2 separate regions of the Xenopus tropicalis genome follow, and region 1 is linked to region 2. Evidence: chromatin contacts called from public Hi-C data. All regions are on one chromosome and are shown on one strand. Each heading gives the region's core, a stretch centred on a gene start, on an enhancer-like site or on the middle of the called end of the contact. The rest is flanking DNA. Distances are from core to core; before and after follow the strand shown.

Evidence for each region. Hi-C and Micro-C count contacts between places; a contact is called where the count stands out from the background.
Region 1: a contact with region 2 is called in a Hi-C map of neurula embryo, with 2.6 times the contacts expected there. The contact joins two enhancer-like sites. A contact is called at or near these places in 2 of 5 Hi-C or Micro-C datasets (neurula embryo and tailbud embryo).

Annotation. Positions count from the first base shown.
Region 1 is chr4:65,222,875-65,226,999 of UCB_Xtro_10.0, reverse strand. No RefSeq gene overlaps it. Among named protein-coding and RNA genes, the nearest start is that of fam92b, 17 kb to the left of the region's middle. Within about 2 kb of position 1,854, at least 3 of the 11 cell types and tissues checked have an H3K27ac peak or open chromatin away from gene starts, as enhancers often do. A contact at or near this core is called in neurula embryo, where this site is marked.
Region 2 is chr4:65,156,141-65,159,817 of UCB_Xtro_10.0, reverse strand. The region is part of intron 1 of gse1 (genetic suppressor element 1); the gene reads left to right. Among named protein-coding and RNA genes, the nearest start is that of gse1, 27 kb to the left of the region's middle. Within about 2 kb of position 1,492, at least 3 of the 11 cell types and tissues checked have an H3K27ac peak or open chromatin away from gene starts, as enhancers often do. A contact at or near this core is called in neurula embryo, where this site is marked.

The sequences.
Region 1 (4,125 bases), core at 605-3,104, 67 kb before region 2:
CTTTAAAGGAAAAGGAAAGGCTAAGTCACTTGGGGGTGCCAAAATGTTAGGCACCCCCATGTGACTTTAATCGCTTACTTTTTATCCCGGGCAGGTGCTCCTGTTAGGAGAAAACCGTACCAGCCGGGGGTTCCTGCAGCGAGAGTTTCCTCTTCCTTATTTATTTTGTCTTCGGAATCCCTGGGCTGATGCATGCGCAGTAGAGTGAAAAAAACAGACTTTTTTGTTAAAGTCGGCTTTTCACCCTACTGCGTATGTGTATGAGCATGCGCAAGCATGTGAAGACAGAAGCAGGAAGAGGAGACACTCGCTCGCAGGTACCCTGGGCTGGTGCTGTTCCCTTAACAAAGAAGTAGGCTACAAATGCTGCACATTTTATGTTTTGGCCTTTTTTTTTTAACCACGGGCAACCATAGAAATTTAGCAGTAAAGATCTGTGCCTCTGAAGATGCTTCAAGGAGCTCTCCATCTTCCTTTCTTTTCTCCATCTTCTTTTCTTCTGCTCTATGCTCTGTGCTTCTGTCAGTTACCTAAGCTTAAGGACTGACTCACAAATACTGCATATACAAAATATCACAAAAAGTGTCACAATACAAGGCTAATTAGCAATTAATTTCACTTTTGATTATATAGCAGCTCATAAACCAGTGTAATTTACATCAGAATGTAATAATTAGCTCTGTAGTATTGGCTTCTATGATATGAGAACCCCATTTTCTGCTTGATGATTTGCTACAATCCTTAAGCTTAGCTTCTCCACAGCTGCCCAGAACATGCTAAGTATGAAGGTGACCCCCTGTGCACAATTTTGAAGGTCTGAATTATTACTGGTATAGAGATTCTAAAACTTTAGTGCAGTAAGTTCAGTATATAAAAAACAGCATTTTAGGCTTTAGTTCTACTTTAAATGCTTAAAGGAGAAGGAAAGGTGGAATCCATGGTGGGTGCTAAAATGTTGGGCAGCCCCCCTTGATTGTATTCACTTACAGGCCCAAATTTGTGGAGGGCGGCATGTCGCCCAGCAGCAATGGTATTTTGCCCGAATATGGAGCAATGGGGAGAAAACACACAGAAACTTTAGCATGCGCACATGTGGTGGAAAAAGGTGCAGGCCGGTCAAGGTGGGCGGGTGGCAAAAGGGGGCGGCCTTGGGGCCCCCTATTCAGAACCTGATACCGTGGGCTGTTGCTCCTGTTAGAAAAAAAATGCACCGGACCAGGGTACATGCAAGCCAGCGATCGTCTTCTGTCTTCTTCTCTACGCCAACTGCAGATGCACAGTAAAGTGAAAAGCCACACTACTGCAAATGTGCTGGCCCCGTGATCTCAGGAAAAGGAGAAGAAAGGAAGAGGATTGCTAGGTTGCATGTAGCCCGGGCTGGTGCGATTATCTGCTAATAGGAACCTGGGGTATCAGGTTCACAATCTTAATCCACCCAGTCATTTCACCATTTCTTCTCCTTTAAATACCTTAGTCAACTCCATGATGTGAGCCAGGACAGCTTGTTGTTTCTGTGCTCTCCCTTTTAGAAGGAATTGGCACAGTCCAGAAAGAACAGGAAAGGAAAGCAGCGACAAGGTCAGGGTCAGAGAAAACATATAAGTGTCATCCATCATATCAGCATAACAGAGCAGAACTGAAATGTGAATTCCACACTGCTAAGTATACATATATATATAGACCATTCCACTGGCACATAGAGATGTGTATATTGCTGCTAACTCTCATTTTCACTGGGCAATGGGAATCCCAGGAATGTGATGGCCTTTCATTTCTTAAATATGCCTGTGTAGCAAGCACCCTGGACAAGGGGATGATTTCTCCATCTGTTGCAGACATCTGTTTTGCCCATTGGCCTTGAGTACAAGTGATAATCTCATGCTGGGAATAGAAGCCCTGGGAGGGAGCCAGCGTTTGGGAGACTTCCTGCCAGGCATGCTTTCTTTGAGGAATTAGCCTTTTAGAAATACTTGAGCAGTGAAACTGCAGGGTGCTGGCCCCAGGAAACCAAATACATTCCATGGAAACAAATAGATCAGGATCAGACCAGCAAATGGGACATCCCCTATTTATTTTTAACACTTTTGTTTCAGAAAGAGGTGTCTGCCCTAACGTTTAAGGGGGGTTCATCTAATAAAGGTGAACATTATGGGTTTTATTTCACTGTAGTTCTTATTTAGAGTTCTGATGTTTTTGCACTGCTGTATATAATGATACTGAAACATGACCTGGTGAGAGTGCTGTCCTCACAGGTGAATACACAGAACAAACAGATTACATTCAAAACTACAAACAGTAACCGATACAGAAGGTAAAAAGAGGGTCCTGCTCAACAGAGCGGATGGTCTAAGGAAAAGAAGGTATGAAGCTCAAGGAGTGCAAATGGAGTATATGACATAATGTATACATTAATTCTTGATCGGGACCCTGCTTTGCACTCCTTGTGTATTGCATTATCCACACAGTTACTGTAGATGTTTTTATTTTGTTTTTAAGGATTTTTTGCAGTGCTCTGTCTGCCAGTGAACATCATGTAAAACAGAGAGACAAGAGTTAGCTAGGACTGTGCCCACCAGGGATTACAGAATAATCTCCATTTCATTTCTTATTGCATGTTGGACTAAGCAGTCTTGTTACTAATTCAATAATAGGTACCAGAAGCAATCAGATTGTTTGTCAGTTTTGAATGTTGACATTAAGATTAAAAATCCTTACTATTTATTGTACCCCCAGCAGTTTGTAGAGTTTAGATATAAGATCTCCTTTCTTTATCATATTTTATCATCATATGCAACAAAAAGGACTCAAAAATGTACTTGAATCACCCCTCTGAAATGTAATGTAATGTATGTATGTATGTATGTATATTTTTATTTATAAAGTGCTACTTATGTACGCAGCGCTGTACAGTAGAATACATTAATACAAACAGGGGGTTAATAAGATAATAGATAAATACAAAGTATAACAATAAATACAAATAAATACAAGATACAGTAACAGTTGCAATAAGTTAAGAGTCAAAGACACAAGAGGATGGAGGTCCCTGCCCCGTAGAGCTTACAAGTAATCAGCAAAATAAGCATAGTTGGTCACTTACCAGTAATGTCTTGATTTGCATACATCATATAGAGAGAGAGAAGAAATGCAAAGACCGTCTTGATGATTTATTGGAAAGCAATGCCTATTATACAACCCTATAAAAGAAAATACATTTTTATTGTGAAAAATGTATGTATGGTATATTATAAAAATATATATTATAATTATATATATATATCAATAAAATGTGAATTAAAACATAAATCTAACTAATATAACCCTATGTGAAAGAGCCCAAATATAAGTAAGCAGGATGTTTTCAGTACTACCATTTAAATATACATTAGGGGATTTGTGGGGGGGGGTTAAGATTGGGGCCAGGAGCCTCTGACTAAGGATTGATGAAGTGTCCAAGATAGGATTTGTATGGAGCGGATGCAGGAAGTCTGAGACTAATAACCATTCTCCTGTATGGTCACTGCTTGCTGATGGGAGACAGAAAATCAAAGGTTTCTATGTGCCTGCCAAGAGCAACACCTTGAACTTCTTCTGAATGGGGCTGTTCACTGATGTCGGGGAGGAAAGCTTTTTCTTAAACTGTCAGTCTTGTCACTGTGGACTGACTGATTACTGCTGAGAGGAACATGTCCCAAAGAAAAAAAGTGTGACTACTTTGTGGGGCCAAATAGTCAGAATCACCTATTATCTGTATTTTGAAAGAAGAAATGACATTGGAATGGACGAGGGGGGGGGGGGGGGTCTATTGTTGATGTTCTAATATAGGCTGTGTTTATTATAGTTGTACTATACAGGAATCAGCAAGGCAGGGTGTGATATCATTTCTTAAGGAGAACTAAAACTTAACTATGAATTAGGCTAGAATTTCTGTGCCTCTGAATATGCCCCCAGTATCTTTTCATTTTCTTTTCTGCTGATTCATAACAAATGTTCTTGGATGTTGTTAGTAAACTGAGCTTAAGCACCCAGGGAAGGTATTAGGCCAGTTCTACCAGATGGACGCCATAGCACGGTGTAGAACAGCAAACCTGGTTTATGCAAATTGGTTTTAGAGTCTGTCTGAGA
Region 2 (3,677 bases), core at 243-2,742:
TAGATACCATCCAACCCGCTTGTTACGCTCCTCTACTGACCTGCTCCTCTCTCATTCCCTCCTCACATGCTCGCATTCAAGACTTTGCAAGGGCTGCCCCCCTTCTCTGGAATTCGCTCACACAAACTGTCAGACTTTCACCCAATCTCTCTGCCTTCAAGAGTTCTCTAAAAACACATTTATTCAGAGAATCTTACCCTAATCTAGTTTAGCAACACCCTGTGCCCATTCCCACACCTTGTGTCTCAACCCTTTCTCCTTGTAGATTGTAAGCTCTTTTCACAATCCTACTTATAGAATACCCATCGACCACGGTTCCCCCTTCAGAAAATAAAAGTGCATAACATGTAACATTCCTAATATAAGCAAATTTGTAACAACAAGAAAAAAGAAAATCGCACAATCTTCAATACATGGTATCCACATGCAAGATGACACATATGCTTATAACCTCTTTACAACACCATAGCCATCCCCTTTAAGAAAAAATTGTTATATAATACCAGAAATACTTTCTTTAAGCAATGCTTCCTTTTAGATAAATGCATACAGGTCATATTCTCTATTAAGCCCCCGTGGATGTAATGTCTGCAAATTATGAATTCTGGAGTTGTAGATATAGAATATCCATCGTCCAGGGTTCCCTCTTTGGAAAATAAAAGTGCACAAAATTTTTTTGGTGCACGCACGTGATTTTTACCCCTTCTGGATCCTAATTAGCATATGCTAATTTGGATTTGGTTCGGCAAATCTGGGATGGATCCATTGGGATGGATTCGGCGGTTCCAAAAAACTGGTTTCGGTGCATCCCTAATATATATATATGTATATATATATTTTTAAAATATTTTATTAGAGTACATAGGCAATGCATGTGGTAAATAGTTCCACTTTCTTTTCCACTTCAAAGCCATGACAATAGGCTCCTCTTCTTCAATATACTTTTCCCCCTCCCCTTCAAGATACTTTTTTTTTTGTAGAGAAATATTCACATTCTATATTACGAGCCCCTCCCTGGCCTTTGTTTTCTTCATCTTTTGTGACATGGCTGAACCCCTTCTAGTTATGTCTTAAGGAAAAGCCAGACAGAATAGTGAAGTGATTAGTAATATAAAAGTCATTCTGTGAGCATTTGCATTTGCAATAATATTTTTTTATCTCTTCATGATGTAAATTTTTCCTAGAACATAATGGGTTAACACTTTGATAAAGGACGCTCTGAACATCTCTTTCTCCTATCTGTCCTGCATTGTCTGGCACCGCCAATGGAAACCTGAGCCACTAAGGATGTGGAAGAACATGCAGACATTTTAGGAATAGCATCCAAACACCCTCCACCCTCTTTGTTTTACCCTTCCTTCCTAGCTCACACACATATATACACACATACACTGTGCTTTCTCTTCTTTCCCTGGGCACATAGCCAGACCTTTGTTGTGGCTGGCCCAGTTCAGCCTTTGGTAGGAGCGAGCCTAGAAGCACTGGAATGCCGGTAATCTGCCTCAGAGTTGATTGATTGCCCTTGACACTTAGATTCTCTCAGGCTCTGATTTCAGCAGGATTCCTCCCTCCCACCCACAGTCAGCTTTCTTCCCTTATAACTTGCTGAAACAGTGACAGGGTGTGAGTGTGTGCGCATATCAAAAAAAAAAAAAAAGCATGGCTCAAACCCACTGTACTCTAAGTCACCAAATCACAGCACAGTTCCACATGTAATATCACTGGCTTTTTATGGCAAAGGAAAGCACCTTAGAAAATACAACTGAAGCTGTCCATTTGCCTTCAAAAATAATAAAATCCTTCTTGACTCCAAAAAAGCAGTCATATCCAACATTGCACAGGTATGGGATCACTTATCCGGAAACCCGTTATCCTGAAAAGTTACAGAAATTACAGAAAGGCCATTTCCCATAGACTCCATTATAAGCAAATAATTCTAATTTTTAAAAATGATTTCCCCTTTTCTCTGTAATAAAAAACAGTACCTTGTACTCGATCCTAACTAAGGTATAATTAATCCTTATTGGAGGCAAAACAAGCCTATTGGGTTCAGCGCCGGATTTCTAAACCGCGTGCCCCAAGGCCGTTCCGATTCTGCGCCCCCCTAACCCCACCTCGGCGCGTGCTGCAGCGGGGCAGCATGCCGCCCCTAAGTTTGTGCCGCCCTAGGCCCGGGCCTTTGTGGCCTCGCCACAAATCTGGGCCTGATTGGGTTTATTCAATATTTAAATGATTTTTAGCAAACTTAAATTCCAAATTATGGAAAGATCACACGACAAGGAATTTAAAGCTTTCACTTTCTAACTTCTTCTCTTATTATTTTTTAAAAAATATCTTTTTAAATAAAAACATATGGGTTTATATTACTAATCAGTTTTGGGTTGAAGAAAACATTGAAGCATGATGTGGGCTGTGCAGTTCTACTGCTGTGTAAAAATAAAAAGATTATTTTTTTTTTTTATCAGACTATGATCTTAAACAACTATGTGCTATTTTCTCTCCCCAATAAAAGTTTAGTTAGTGCTTCAGTAACTTTATAAGGAAGGAATAAATTAGAAAAATATCAGTGCAGTCAGAGACTTCCATTGAAGTCATGTTGAGAGATAAACAAATCCATAAACTGGATTAATGTGTGCCTAACATCTCCTCCCTCTCAGAAGTCATAGTAAGCACACAATGAACAGATGTATGTATTTATTTTACAGTATTTGTTATTGATTATGTAATGTTTATTAGTAGTTGGCCCTTGGGTTTTCTAGATAAGAGGCTTTTTTTCAACGTGGAGAATGCTGTGTCTTCTTGAGACTACTTAAAATACCTTAAGAAAAAAAATGAATATTTTTCCATTGGCAGAAATAACTACAGAGGAAAACCAAGTCATTAAAAAGATTTGTTTGTTCAGCACATTGTAGGAATAGTATTGCAGTATTTGGTATTGTTTTGGATAATGGGTTTCTAAGTAACAGATCCAGAACTGTATCAGTGAAAAGAAAACTCAGTAATGAATCCAGTACTGTAAGTCTATAGCCACACGGGGCGGATTCTCGAACTGTAGATAAATGCAGGCAGAGAATTCACCCGTACTCTTCAAAAAGCTTATCGTTGTGCCTGTACCTGGAATCATTGTGTTAGCCTGGGGGCTTGAGCAACTGCTCAAGTATGCAGTGTGCCTGCACTCGGGCCAAGACAATGGCCTGTGTTTATTGGCGGTCCCAGAATCAGCTCTCTGTCGAATTAACCTAAGATTTAGCATATCTACATTTAGTGGGTCAGGATGTAGTTAAAGGCCATTTTGGATCAGTCCTTGGAAGATGGGGTATTTACTGATAATGAGCATAAATACTTTTATGTAGAGCATTCAACTACACACACCCCTCATTGAAGGCCTCCCTTCATATGTTGAGGACTTTATAGAAGTTTTACAGAGTTTGGAATGTAGCTTAATGGCAGGATTGCGTGTCGGCTTTGCTTTATTGGCTTTATGCTGTGATTTGTGACTCCTGTATCCTGGTACCATTATACTATCCACTGTACTGGACGGATGTTAAAATAAGAATTACATCTACTGTTTGCTACATGCTAGCTTTTATTACTGATATTTTTTTTTTTATTTCCACTATAATAAATAATATGGCTTATTTATGTCTGCAGACGCAGTTGGCAATTTGTGATTTTCC